Regions from separate parts of the Mus musculus genome. Here all the other regions are linked to region 5. Evidence: chromatin contacts called from public Hi-C, HiChIP or PLAC-seq and promoter capture Hi-C data. All regions are on one chromosome and are shown on one strand. The core of a region is the stretch at or near the end of the contact, and the rest is flanking DNA. Distances in the headings are between cores, read along the strand shown.

Region 1 (2,700 bases), core at 120-2,619, 980 kb before region 5:
GAATTGTTTGATAATAGTTTCCCACAATTTACTGTCACTAAATGATTGATCTGTGAACTTATATACTTATATATACATATATGCATATATGCATGCATACCATATGGCTAGATAGACATTGTATGTTATAAACCTGCATAATTGGGATTACAGTGTAAAGGGTTTAAGAAGCCCTATTCTAAACATATCGAGACCCCATAAGCTCCTCAAATTGTGTGGGCCCCTTCTCCTACAGGGCTGTGCTGTTCTCAGGCTCTTCATCCTGCCTTTCTTTACCCGTGGAACTTGAAACACCACAGAATGCCATTGAATGGTAACTTACATTGTTTGTGCATAGGCATTCATTGATTATTTAACTGATGCCATTGTTCCTCGATGTCATTTTCTCATCCTAGTCCCTGAACACAGTAGGCAGGCAGACTGTAAACACATGCAAAGATCCACGTCTTACAAACCTGAGCTACTATAGGAATCTACCAAATTACCAGCCTGCTTTATGCTTTAATCATTTAAAATGGGAGACCTGGTCAAGAAACAACATATTTGCTGGGTGTGGTGGCGCATGCCTTTAATCCCAGCACTCGGGAGGCAGAGGCAGGCGGATTTCGGAGTTTGAGGCCAGCCTGGTCTACAAAGTGAGTTCCAGGACAGCCAGGGCTATACAGAGAAACCCTGTCTCGAAAAACAAACAAAAACCAAAAAACAAAAAAACCAAGCAAAAGAAGAGAAGAGGGGAGGGGAGGGGAGGGGAGGGGAGGGGAGGGGAGGGGACGGGAGGGGACGGGAGGGGACGGGAGGGGAGGGGAGGGGAGGGGACGGGAGGGGACGGGAGGGGACGGGAGGGGACGGGAGGGGAGGGGAGGGGAGGGGAGGGGAAGGGAAGGGAAGGGAAGAGAAGAGAAGAGAAGAGAAGAGAAGAGAAGAGAAGAGAAGAGAAGAGAAAAGAAAAGAAAAGAAAAGAAAAGAAAAGAAAAGAAAAGAAGAGAAAACAACATATTTGTCAAATAAAATGGTGCAGATGAGATGACAGCCCTCCTCCCCCTGGAGGACACCTCACCATAGGCAAGCACAAGGGAGGTACACAGATGCATAAATCCTTTGAAGCTGGGCTGCTGGGCTCTTTTTCTGTTATGATAGGGAGCTGGAGTGCTGGCATCAGGCTGGGGCTTACACTCTAGTTCTCTGTCTCTGCTCAGCGTCATCATGTGGCCGAACACCTCTGCCTTTCAGTTCCCTCCTATGTTCTTCAAAATCTTCACCCACAGGAACACTGGCCGTTCTCAAAGCAAGCTTCTCTGACGTTGTCCTTTTGATCCTCAGAGTCACACTGCTCCAGAAAGGAGAAGTATCTGCCAAGTTGACCTCAGGACACGGGCTGAACCCTCCCAGCCCTATCCACACTGGGCCTCAATCCTTGTCAGAGCTGTGTGAGGCCATGAATCTCAAGTATCCACGAACCACAGAGTCTGAATTACTGCTCGAGAAGTCTCCTCTTCCTTCCTTCTGAGCACACGGCATCACTGGCAGGACAACAGAGCATTTCTAGAATCAAGTTTTATAATCAGTATCTGATCGTGGGGTGGGACCATGCTCTAAGTAATTCCCCCATTTTGACCCACTTAACACCCACAGTGCTTCATGGTGCATCTATTAGGTAGATTACAGTTATTTTTGTTGTTGTTACTGTTGTCAGAGGAAACAGATTCTGAGAGATTCGATCATCTGGTCAAAGTCACACAACAATCGGCTTCACAGTTTGCCCTATATTGCTCCCCAGTGTTGTCTCCTCACAAGGAATCTCAGGCAGTGAAGAAAGCATTGGCTTTGAAAGGAGAAAACGTCCTCGTTCTACATTCATGGGTGATATTGACCAACTTGGTTCTGACTTCTGTACAATGGGGGCAGTATGTTCCATCAGGATACGAGCCAAGTGTGGTGACGACTTTAAAACTCTTGTCCTTACTGGGCATGGGGCAAGCCCTTTCCTCTCTATGCCAGCCTCTGTGCTAGATAATCAAGCTTGAGCAATTTCTCTTCCTTTTATTGAAGAAATCTTTGGGTTTTCTTACCCACAGCCTGGGCAGGGGAAAGAGAACATTGGCTTTTGGCCAGTTCTTCTCAAACAAAAATGATTGATATTGCACCCACACAAACCTGGAAACTCCCAGGGGACAGCTGCATAGGCTCTGACCCAGCAGCAATTTCCCCTGAATTCTACAGAGTTTCAACACACCCGAGGCTCTTCAAGAGGAGGCCAAGCTTCCGGAAACAAAGGCCAGCATGAGGAAGGCCAGTCTACTCACTGAAAACACTGTCCACCTCAGAGAACAGGATTAGGCCCTGCCTTCTAGATGCCACCTAAGAACACCCTTGTACCCTACAACTTAGCATCACCCAATGTAGTAGTTTTCAAATAAAAACTTCTCTGACACTGTCTTTTTGATCCCCAGAATCACTCTAGAAAGGAGAAGTATACACTAATTTGACCTCAGGACATTGCCTAAGCACTCTGAGCCCTATCAACCCTGTGCCTCAACTCTTGTCAGCAAGAGACAATAGATTCTCTGTTCTTACTGAGAAGATGCACCACACTATTACATGTAGAACACCTAGGACAAAGCTCAGCCTTCAATAAGCCCTCTTTGCATGATAGTCATTATGGTAGTGGCTCTACTAGCCTAGGGACCAGGCCATATGCCC
Region 2 (2,700 bases), core at 123-2,622, 650 kb after region 5:
TCTAAGACTGCCCCTGCCACTATGGTGTTTTACTTAAGATACAGGCCTAAGCCATAATATGGTTGCTTAGCAACCAAACTGAACCTCTTAACCTTGAGCCAAAGGAATAATTCCTCCCTGAAGTTTTTTTCACCTGGTATTTGGTTACAGATATGAAATAAGTGTCAAAAAGGTCTCGATGAATTCAAGGCCAGCCTGGCCTACAAAGTGAATTCCAGGACAGCTAAGGCTATATAGAGAAGAAAAAAATTTACACTTATTTGTGTATGTGTGCCTGTACACTGTGGTGTGGGGCAGTCAGAGGTAACTTGGGGGAATCAGCTCTTTCCTTCTGTCATGTGGATTCCATGGATTGAACTCAGGTCATCAGGCATGGCTGCAAGAATCTCTACCCACTGAGCCATCTCACCAGCCCCCACCTTCTCGATGGAGAAAAACTTGAAAGCAATCTGTGTGGTCAGGGCCCTTTAGCTTGACACTTTTCTCAAACCATGTCATGCTTGGGTGTATCCTTTGGGGAAACTATGTCAAAATAAATTAGCTTACGAACAGAACAGGAGAAAGAGAGAGTCAGTCTGTGCCCGCCTCCCACAGCATAGCCCAGGCCTCTGGGAGCTCGAATGCCGGACACCAGATCTTACCATGATCACTTTCAGTTCCCGAGCGGCCCCAGTAGCGTCGCCTCCTTTCTGGACTGTGTACGTGTCGCTCCATGACTGCAGCTATGAACCGGGTGTTGCTGACTGTAGGACGTCACGGACAATTAATGTCATTCCTGTGCCAGTGCCTTCATTGTTCAACCCCCTTGCTCTGAGCATGCCCACTCACTCACGTGTTGGAAGGGTCAGTCTTTCAGAAGTTAGAATAAATAATTTTTAAAAGAATCCTAAGGATGGGGGTGGGGGAAGCTGGCTTAGGGCTGATGCAGGGAGGGGCGGTCAGCTGCTTATCTCCAGGCACCAGCAGGCTAACGTCTAGGCAGCGAAAGGCCATGGGAGTTCAACATCAACAGAAGTCTCTTTTAAGAAAGAAAGCACTTTTCCATTACTCTGAGATGTGTACACTAATTAGGGGACTAAAAAAATTTTTTCTAGAAAGTTCTCTTTCTAAAACAACATGTTGGAAAAGTCATGGGGCGAGAGGCTTTAGGTCAAAGAAAGTGTAAAAGATAACATCCCAAAAAAAAGAGATATTCTGAAACAAAGCAGAGACCCACACCTATTCCTAGTGAAAAGGGGAGGAAAAAAAAATCTACCATGTCAAAGCTTCTGAAATTTTAATACAAGCCAAAAGGACATAAGAAAGAATATTTATTTTGGATTAGCCTCCCGCTGACACACGAGGCAGGGGGTGGCAGATACTCACTGATGCCTCTGTCTTCATGACTGTCATCGTCTCTTTCATCTCTGTCATTCTCCAGGTTGGACATACGCACTGACATTTCTGTCCATCATTAGAAAGAGAGAAACATGACTATTTAATCAAACAAAACCATGGGCTTTAATACCCTGCTGAGTGATGGTTTGATGGCTAGGTGACAGCATTCCGTCAAGAATGAGTTCAGGGCAGAGGATGGAGGAGAGTGGTAGAAAGCTCTCCTCAAGTGTGCTGGGTTCTATCTCCAGCCCCTCAAATAAAATAAAATAAAATAAAATAAAATAAAATAAAATAAAATAAAATAAAATAATGAGCTTGCAAGAGAATGAACAGATGCCTCTGTCTGATACATGGGTGGGCAGAGACAAAGGAAGAACAAGAGAATAAGGGAAGAGCATCTAGAATAGTGTTCTGGAGAAAGAAGAAACGGGTGGAGGCCAGCTCATTGTTAATCTTCTATCAAGTGCTTAAGCAGAAGAAGTGGGTCTGAAGCGTTACTGGCTGAGCCGTGAAAAGGCTCCAGAGCTGCATACAGGTGCAAGGCCACACTGGATGCGGCCACCCTGAGTCTAGCCGATTCTCAGGTAGGTATACCTTTCTCTGTGGCTATGCTGTGTCAGGTCTGTCGTCATAGCAACACCTAACACCAACTTGTCACTAGTCCTACAAGCTGAGCTAAGTGGACAGGAAAACTGTGAGTTTCACAAAGGGCAGGCTGACATATCTCTGGGGACTTCGGGAAGGGTGGGAATGGCTTTGAGTACAGATGGCAGACTCAGATGGCAACAAGGTCACGAATATAGGCCAACTCTTTTTATAGTTTGCTTCGATGATTTATTCTGTTTGGAAAGATCTGATTATTCTAATGTACAGGAAGGCCATTGGATAGATTCAAATTCTTGCTCATAATGATCTGGAGGTCTCTGATTTGCTTGGGTTCAGACCTGCAAGGGCAGCATGCTGACACCCTGTGGGTCAGCACGCTAGCTGCCCAGTTCATGTAAGCCACGGAGTATGTGAGGGATGAGGATGCCGGCAGTATCTGGAAAGGGCCTGGTATTTTCTGGGTAATCAAAATGGGGCATGTGGAATTTAGGCACTAAATTAGAAAGCAGGCTTTGGGGACATCAGATGTCACGCTGCTCTACGATTTCTGAGAGGCCTATTCAAATCGCTGCTCAACAACCTCCAAGAGGCTTTCTGTACTCACCTTGAGCAGCAAGAGGTGACATGTGCTGGTGGCTGCGGCGATGGATCTGGTGGCGGTAAGCATACACGGCAAGGACCAGCACCATGATGCAGCCCATGATGCCTCCGGCCACA
Region 3 (2,700 bases), core at 76-2,575, 1.0 Mb before region 5:
ATGGGGTGAAGTATGCTCAATGTACGATCTGTAGGTGAATGTCTTTACATAACAAAATCATTTAAAACTATTTCCCTACCCCATCTCTTCTATCTCCTTCTGACTTTCTGAAGGCCCCTTCCCTCCAAAATGTCTTCTCCCAGTTTTCACTTGTGTGTGTGTGTGTGTGTGGGTGTATGTATGTGTGCTTATGCACACGCACGTCCCACTGGTTTCATTAGAGTCACTTGTGTAAGCACAAGGGGGGAAGGCTATTTATAGATACGTGGGCCACTTTTCATTGGATGTACCACTGATACAAAATGACACCCGTCCTCCTGGAGCCATTAACTGCCAAAGGTTCCCCAAGAAGTAGGACCCTATGAAATCCTCTTCCCTCCAGGATTAAATGTTGAACATTTTCCTAATAATACCAATGCTACAGTTTATGAAAGCAATATATAATAAGTGTTTGATTGCTGCCCCATGACTCCTCCTCCCTCTGGGTACCCAGGCCTGTTGTGCATGCACCAAGTTGGCCTAGAGGGAGGAAAGCTTATCTGGGTGCTGGTGGGATCTCGAGTGGTAATGAATGCACGGGCAATAAGCACAACCAGAGCAGCTTTGTAGAACTGGTTCATTCATTTGAGGGGAGGGGAATTTGTATCCCTGGGGAGGTGGACAGGGTCTCTGGGGCAAGGGTTGTGTGGCTGAGTACCACTGGCCAAGACAGGGGTGTTGAAGATGTTTCATCTACAAACTCAGGGAATGTAGGATGTGTTTGTGGGGAAACCTCATAAGGTCAAACAAAAAGTGCAGCCTCCTAACTATTAGGGTAATAAATTCCTGCTAGGGTTGATGGTAGGATTTATGGCACCAGATTAGGAGGGGGAGGTAGCCAATTTCTGCCATTCTCACGTTTGTGATATCTGGGTTGAAGCTCCCTTGACCACTCTTCTGTAACCTGGGGCCATTATGGTCCCACATTTGACTTAAGCAAGTGCATTTTTATCCACAAAAGCACACGTTCAGGACTCTACTAGTATAGCTGGAAATTGGGAATTTTTTTTCTGCTATTGGTCTTCTTATGTCCTTCTACCCTCTGCTCTTTTCTTTGGATAAAATCACTAGGTTGCCGTGACATGTTCATATTATCATATAATGCCTGTGTTGCTGGACTTCAAAGCAGAAATAATGATTTTGTATTAAGAACATCATTCAAACTTAATATATACTTCATAAATAAACTAATGACTTGGTTTTGCTAACACTAAAGTGCTATCAGAGATCACATCAATGACCATAATCTTGCAGTGACTCTAAACACTAAGAGGATGTAAACTATTTCCTGACTTGAACTGTAAAAACGAACTTCCTCATTTCAATAGAAATGACACACTCTCAGTGACACCAAAATGTTTTTCAGTGTTTTTTTTTCCCCTGCCTTTTAGAGTTGGAAAGAATTCCAGAAGGTGTCTGGTTGCTATTGCTCTTTTACCCTGAAACACACTTACACCCACGTGATAGAATAGCTCCCTTAAATTTAACCCAGCAAACACTGGCAATATTGATCTTTCTCCTATCCAAGTATCACTAGTAGTGAATTTACCATCCTCAGTTAAGTCCCAGGAAAAATAAAATTATCTAACACTCTATTGAACCTGCTGATGAGATAAGGCAACAGAAGTGAATCTGTTCTAAAAATTGACTGGAGGAGGGGGTAGCAGTCATAATGAGAAAGGAGTATTACTGTCTGGATGGCTTAATCTCCAACTGCTCTGATCATTATGAAGTTTAAATAAGTAAGTAAGTAAGTAAGCAAGTAAATAGATAGATGATAGATAGATAGATAGATAGATAGATAGATAGATAAGATAGATAAGTGAGCCAACAGACCCAGGTATATCAGAGAGGATAGAAAAGGATTATTCAATATTAGAGATGAGGCATTAATGCCAAAAGGAAAGATTATTTGACTTTTAAGGAAATTTTTGGGCAGGAAGAAAAAACTCGGTTGATAGGATGTTTAGTTACTGCAGGAAAGACCCATATTAGCCAGGCTGGCCACAAGTCACAAGATCCTGAGTCAGAAGCAGGGATTGTTGAATATGGCTTCTTTTTCTTTTAAGACAGAGTCTTGCTATATAGCACTGGCTATGTAGCCGGTGCTGAGACAGCAGGCATGTGCCACCAGCCCCACTGTAGAATACAGAACTTAACGTGGCAATAGAGGAGGAGGAGGAGATGGTCACAGGGATATCAAGGTGTCATCAAAGCACCCACTGATGTGTGAGAAGCTTCTGACTGAAATGTGACTTTGAGCAGCCATAGAGAATCCTTCCTGTGTTTTACTTGCTACCGTGAGAACTATCCACTCCTGGAGACCTCCATAACTGACAGTGTCTCCTCCTTGAAGCTTCAAGAAGACTCACAATGCAGAAGAGCACTAGACTGACAGGAGACTTAAAACAAGGATTTGGCCACTGCCTTTGGGGGACAAATGATGCTCTCTGTGAGAAGGTTTCCTGTGCAGTGTGAGCAGATAGTCAGCATCCCTGGTCTCCTCCCAATGCAAGCTAGTAAACAGTTCCTTTGAGGTAGCATGGAAAGTGTCTGTATATACCATCAAATACTCAGAAAGAGGGAGAAAAGGGAAGGGGAGGGGAGGGGAAGAGGAAGGAGAAGAGGGAGAGGGGGAGGGGGAGGGAGAGGGAGAGGGGG
Region 4 (2,700 bases), core at 121-2,620, 580 kb after region 5:
TCATGTTTTTGATAAAAAACAAAAACAAATGCATGTGCATACTTGTGCACAAGAAAAGGAAGAAAGACAACATGGTTATAGTTCAGTTGGTAGAGTGTTGCATGCATTCATGAAGTCTTGGGAGTAATAAACACACACTCTCTCATGCATGCAGGACTGTTGCGCCGAGCCTGTGGTACACACCTGAAATCCTAGCACATGGTAGGTGGAGAAAGGAGGATCAGAAATTCAAGGCCTGCCTGGGGATACTTGGCACGCTGTCTCAAAGAAAGAAAGGAGAGGAAAAGAGGGAAAAACAGAGAGAAAAAAATGGGGAGGGCTATGAATGAGAATGAATGAATATGAATCCCGAGAAAATCCTTCAAATTCTCTAGCGCTCCTACAATAAGATTTTAACTTTCGCAATCAGGGAAAAAAAAAAAAAGAAGTTAAGTCGACTCGGGCTTTCTAATCCAAGAAGCAACAGTTAATCTGGATTAAAGACTGCGAGCTGCTTAGCTTTAAACTCCGCGCAAGCACAGAAACAAATCCTGCCATACTTGGTTTGGCAGAAGGCTGCAAGACTGCCGGCGCAGTATCAGCCTCTGCTCTCTGCGGCCTTAACAAGCGGAGCAAAGTTGTTTCATACAAACTTGGTCAAGTGCTTCTGCAGAAGAACTCGCCCAGCTTTCCCGTGACCCCGCCCCCGTGGCAATCCAAGTCCCCAACACCCTACGCGGGACCCCTTCCCTTCTCGAGGGGCTCCGGAAGCCAGCCCCCTAAATCTGAGCTCCTCAGCTCCCCACCACGCGCCTTCACCTTCAACACCGCCTTGGGCTGGAGGGAACACAAAGTACAGACCAGACGTGGCAGCATCCGCCCCAGAACCCCCTGACCTTGCACGAGCCGCTCCGCCTTGCCCAGCCTCAGTTTCCCAACACGCTGCTCTCGCTGGCTGCAGAAAGGCTTCGTCGAGGCAAAGGGCTCTGGGCTCGGTGCGCATACCTCCTTCTCTCCTAGGCGCCGGGACCATTACGGTCTCCTCCGGTTTTGCGGTGTCCCCAAACCCGCCCCGGTCACCCCGGCCCGGTGCCCATACCTGGGAGCTGCTGTCCTGGGGCAGGTTTTTCACTAGGATTTTCCGCCGGTTGCTCAGCTCCCGTCGCATCCGCTGCAGCCGTGCAGCCACCTCCTGGGGGTGCAGCGCAGCCACCTCCCCCGGGCGCAGCGCGGGCTCCGCGGCCTCCCCCGCCGTCCCAGCAGAGGGTCCGGATCCCGAGCCCGCGCCCCCCGCGCCGCCTCCCCGCGCCGCCATCTTCCCGGCGCCCCGCTGCAGACTCGGAGAGGCCGGAGCGAAGCGGGAGAGAAAGCGGAGAGGCCGCGCGGGGGCGAGGCGGGCCGGACGCGGAGCAAGGGCGCGCGGGCGGGGGAGGCGCCGCAGCCGCCGACGCGGGAGGGGCGGAGCCCGGAGACACGCCCTATCCAGCCACGCCCCCGACGCTCCGCCCCCTCCCCCTGCAGGACACCTGCGGAATCTAGGACGCGGTAACATGGTGGGACTCGAACCCCTACCAACACTACCCCTAGCTCGCCGCGCTCGGCCTCGCCTCTCAAATCCGAGGGCCTCAGGCGCCACTGCGCAGGCCAGAGAACTCCTGGCCTCAATTCTGACACATCAAGAAGTGCGCATTTGGCAAAGTTAAGTTTTCGATGAAAAATAACATATGAGATTTATCTAAAAATATTCTGGGGGAAGGTTTGGTATTATTTAGTAAGACCTGAGCATAACAAATTTTCCTGGTTGTGTATAAGAAATCATTATCTTTCATCGGTCCCTTTGCGGCCTAAGATGACAACCTGGCTAGTTGTATTTGCAACACAAATCAAAGCTGAAACAAAGACTAGGACAGCTTCGGCAGAAGGCAGGGGAATAAGTTCCTTGATTATTTGAATTGAAACTTGGAAGGAGACATACTGTGGAAAGATATACCTAGTTAAAGTGAGATCTACAAAATATAATAAATACCCTTCAACTCTCACCAGCTGTAATGACTATTAGCAAATAGGAACACACACCTTACTTAAGTGTGCCCCATGAAAATGCACAAAAAAAAAAAAAAAAAAAAAAAAGCCTGTTTAACCCAGCAAGTGATCTGTTAAAGGAAAATGCTTTAAATATCATGAAAGGGCTGGAGAGATGGCGTATCGCTTTAGGGCACTTGCTGCTCTTGCAGAGGACCACAGTACTAATTCGAGTACCCAAGTCAGATGGCTCACAACTACCTGTAACTCTGCCTCCAGCGGATCCAATGCACTTTTCTGGCTTCCAGAGAAACACACACACACATCAAATGAATAAAATCATAAATTCAGTACTGAGCAGGTGCCACCCACATATTTCTAAGTATGTTACAGTGCTTCCCTTTAAAAAAAATCCAATTAGGCAAAGCTTATTTTCTTCCCATTACACATGAAGAAATGGAAGCTGGTGTGATTAGGCTCAATGTTCTAAATATTATAAAAATAAGTCATCTGTAATCACTCTACCCCAAAATTACGGTTAATAGTCCTCAGACTGTTCTAGAATACTTACATCATTAACATGAGTGAGGGCGGTGCCCCAGTATTTACAACCCTATTCCCTAGACACAGAGAGAAGATCCAATAGGCCTATTACAGTCTGTACCCACAGTGGAATATTGTTCAGCTATAAAAGGAAGG
Region 5 (2,700 bases), core at 30-2,529:
CTTTTGGAGCAACATGATTCCCTCCACTATATTATCTCTATGTTCTCAACTGTCAGAGCACACATCATTTTCTTACACAGCAATATAATTATTTTCGGCAATCAACTCAGTCCAAACTTCTCACTTATCTTTTATCCCAAGTCTCCAGCATAGTTTCTCAATAACAGTTGAATTATGGGCAAAGTTTTACTTCCTTGTGCTCTTGTCTACTTCATAGCCTTTGTTCCTTTTCACTACATAGGCCCATAAATTACTGTTGCTACTTTGTACTTTCTGTCCAGGACTGAACACTCTGTAGTAGTGAGACACAATTTTACATGCTTTCTACACTGTCTTCAAATGGATACGTCATACAGTGGACATTGCCCAAGTAAACCATGTTTACTTTGATTTGAAATACAAAAGTCCCCCCAAAATGGTTAGCTATGTCTGTTACTAGTTGTGCACAGATAATGTACAGTGCATCCACATGAGTATACACTGTATCCATCTTACAGATGTTGGTGAGTGGGAAGGTCTTTGTGGATAGTTTTCAAAGAAAGGAAGTCCAACACAGAGATAAATTAAGTCTTCTCTGTGCGGATGACCAGAAATCCAAATACCAGGAAGCCTTCCAGTAACTTTGTCCCCACCCAACGCCCAAAGCTCTGCATTCACACAGATCAGGGTGATAATCTTTCGGTACCCTCCTTTCATCACCATTCAAGAACACAAACAGCACATACTGCTCTGTTCACAGACCAGTAAACACTCAAGAAAAGTCTTGTTAAAATCCCATCTAATTGCAGCCCCAAGGTTGCGTCGAATAGGGTATTTCTGGTTACTTTCCAAAGTGCCACACGCCCGAAATTATTCTGCCCAGCGAGAAAAACCGTAAGGGAACAACAGGACCAAGTTTCCAACACACATCCTGGACACAAAGGCTCCTCTGTAAGCCACAGGAAACTGCGGCGGGGCAGGAAGGTGAGGATGTGGGACCCTGATGTGACCTACGGAGAACTGAAAAGCCCAGGGGACCACTGTGGAACGTACAGCCCACGGGAGAAGCCCCCGCCTGGGAACTGACGGGCGTGGGCGTGGGCGCGAGCGTTTATAGGCTCCGCAAAACACCTCTGCCGCGCATTCGGGAGGCCGCGGTCTGCAGGAACTCGCACACCCGCACACAGGCTGCTCGCCATGCAGCCTGGAGCCAGGAGCGACCCCACCCACTAGCCGCGGGCGAGGGTCGCAGTGTACCTTTAACGCCCGCCATGTCTCTGGAGCTGGGGCTGTCGCTGCTTCCGGCTTTCTCCAAAAGCCGCCCACACCCAGACTAGCCAGGGCCGGCGCGCGAATCCAAAGCCCGGCCCGCCCCCTGACGGTATTGACTTCCTACCCAACCAACGGAGCCCCGCCCCTTCATTAGGCCCCGCCCCTGATTTTAGACTCCGCCCCATCCCGTGGCTTCCCGCCCCCAGAAGCCCAATCCCACCATCCATGCAGAACCTGATTCCTACTGGTTTAGAATTCTGCCAATTACAACCTCACACCCAATTATGCCAGATTCTGCCCTACAGGCACTCAGTATTTCCTATACTGGTTCTGATCCCTGCCACTCTGAGCTCCTCCTCTGCCGGGCCCGGTTCCGCTCGGCCCACAGTTCCGCCACTCTGGCACATAATCCTGCCTCCAGCTCATGGAGACCCTCCCCCAACGCCTTCCTCCACTTCGCGGACTCCGCCCCCAGTTGGCTGAGCTCAGTCCCTGCCAGCACGGATCCCAATCCGCCATGCAGAACTCCACCCCATTGGACTGATCCCGCCTCCGCCACTCATAGCTCGGACTCTACTGGTCCTACTTCCTGCCACTCAGAACTTCATTCCAGTAGTCTCCCAGTTTGTTCAGCACCGCCCCGCTGGCCGGGAACTCCGCTCCTAGTCTCAGCCCCCTCCCACTTTGATTACTTCAGAATAACTCCTTTATTTTAACTCTTCGGGGGATCCTGGATTCTGAGACATCTCAGCCCTGTTTCTCAATCTGGGGTCCATCCCTTCCTCACTGTCGTGACTTGGGGCCCAGGCTCTGCCTCAGGAGATTCTAGATGCTCACCATCACCCTGGCTGGCTGTTAGGAAACTTGCCTGAAAGGACTGGTGGAAAAAGTGGGGCACGGGATAAGGATGGGGAGAGGTTACCTTCCAGGACGACTCTTCCTGTGTGCCTGTGTGGTTTGTTTTGAGAGTGTGTGGCTGATATAGTAGAGATCGGGAGTGAGTGACAGCACCAGAAATCAGGATTAGAGATATCCCTATGTAAGATCTTTGACTTTTGTATAGATTTGCTTGCTTTGTAGCAAACTACATTAACATTTTGTGTAAACTACCGCGTCCGTCTATCCCCCTCATTCATTACAAACTCTGTGGGTCCGGATTTCTTTAGGTCCTTAAATAAACGCAGGCCTGCAAGTAACTAAGGCCAATTTTCACTCCTCCAGATCCATCTTATTCTTACCTTCTTCAGTGGAATCTTCCTTCATCTTAGAAACCATCCAGTAGTCCAAGTCCTCTACAGAAAGCAGTTCAGAAAGAATAGGAACTGAACCAAACAGCTCTTTAGACAAGGTTAGAAAGTCAAAACCCACGAAGTTCTAAACTTAAAAGGAAAATATGTATATACACATATATATGTATATACATATATATATGCTTAATCTGCTAAGAAC

What was found. Promoter capture Hi-C pulls out the DNA fragments that hold promoters and counts their contacts. A called contact is a pair of places that touch in the nucleus more often than the background predicts. HiChIP or PLAC-seq counts read pairs in DNA pulled down with a chosen protein or histone mark.
Region 1: a promoter capture Hi-C map of 3T3-L1-derived adipocytes shows a contact between it and region 5, with 4 times the contacts expected there. The contact joins the enhancer-like site here to the promoter of Leprot in region 5. A contact is called at or near these places in 4 of 39 promoter capture datasets (3T3-L1-derived adipocytes, hippocampal neurons, liver and 1 more), 1 of 115 datasets of contacts at active chromatin or transcription factors (bone marrow-derived dendritic cells) and 1 of 9 other capture datasets (liver).
Region 2: a contact with region 5 is called in a Hi-C map of erythroblasts, with 2.3 times the contacts expected there. The contact joins the enhancer-like site here to the promoter of Leprot in region 5. A contact is called at or near these places in 2 of 39 promoter capture datasets (hematopoietic stem and progenitor cells and liver), 2 of 484 Hi-C or Micro-C datasets (the G1E-ER4 cell line and erythroblasts) and 1 of 115 datasets of contacts at active chromatin or transcription factors (double positive thymocytes).
Region 3: a contact with region 5 is called in a promoter capture Hi-C map of liver, with 4 times the contacts expected there. The contact joins the enhancer-like site here to the promoter of Leprot in region 5. A contact is called at or near these places in 4 of 39 promoter capture datasets (hippocampal neurons, liver and pre-B cells), 1 of 15 datasets of contacts at CTCF or cohesin (large pre-B cells), 9 of 484 Hi-C or Micro-C datasets (CD4 T cells, Th1 cells, brain and 6 more), 5 of 115 datasets of contacts at active chromatin or transcription factors (the NIH/3T3 cell line, astrocytes, bone marrow-derived dendritic cells and 2 more) and 1 of 9 other capture datasets (liver).
Region 4: an H3K27ac HiChIP or PLAC-seq map of embryonic stem cells shows a contact between it and region 5, with 2.8 times the contacts expected there. The contact joins the promoter of Raver2 here to the promoter of Leprot in region 5. A contact is called at or near these places in 1 of 484 Hi-C or Micro-C datasets (embryonic stem cells) and 1 of 115 datasets of contacts at active chromatin or transcription factors (embryonic stem cells).

Annotation. Positions count from the first base shown.
Region 1 is chr4:102,623,785-102,626,484 of GRCm38.p6, reverse strand. No RefSeq gene overlaps it. Among named protein-coding and RNA genes, the nearest start is that of Gm52667, 56 kb to the right of the region's middle. Within about 2 kb of position 1,369, at least 104 of the 459 cell types and tissues checked have an H3K27ac peak or open chromatin away from gene starts, as enhancers often do. A contact at or near this core is called in 3T3-L1-derived adipocytes, bone marrow-derived dendritic cells and liver, where this site is marked.
Region 2 is chr4:100,992,778-100,995,477 of GRCm38.p6, reverse strand. Cachd1 (cache domain containing 1) reads right to left here. Exons shown (of 27, transcript NM_198037.1): 24 at 2,588-2,700; 25 at 1,366-1,443; 26 at 642-743. Among named protein-coding and RNA genes, the nearest start is that of Raver2, 75 kb to the left of the region's middle. Within about 2 kb of position 1,372, at least 30 of the 459 cell types and tissues checked have an H3K27ac peak or open chromatin away from gene starts, as enhancers often do. A contact at or near this core is called in the G1E-ER4 cell line and erythroblasts, where this site is marked.
Region 3 is chr4:102,645,901-102,648,600 of GRCm38.p6, reverse strand. No RefSeq gene overlaps it. Among named protein-coding and RNA genes, the nearest start is that of Gm52667, 78 kb to the right of the region's middle. Within about 2 kb of position 1,325, at least 34 of the 459 cell types and tissues checked have an H3K27ac peak or open chromatin away from gene starts, as enhancers often do. A contact at or near this core is called in bone marrow-derived dendritic cells, liver, pre-B cells and 1 more, where this site is marked.
Region 4 is chr4:101,067,708-101,070,407 of GRCm38.p6, reverse strand. It overlaps Raver2 (ribonucleoprotein, PTB-binding 2), which reads right to left and starts at 1,370. Exons shown (of 12, transcript NM_183024.1): 1 at 1,079-1,370. The coding sequence starts at 1,294. It overlaps Gm35956 (a long non-coding RNA gene), which reads right to left and starts at 1,071. Exons shown (of 2, transcript XR_867959.2): 1 at 1-1,071.
Region 5 is chr4:101,646,362-101,649,061 of GRCm38.p6, reverse strand. Leprot (leptin receptor overlapping transcript) reads right to left here and starts at 1,279. Exons shown (of 4, transcript NM_175036.4): 1 at 1,237-1,279. The coding sequence starts at 1,252.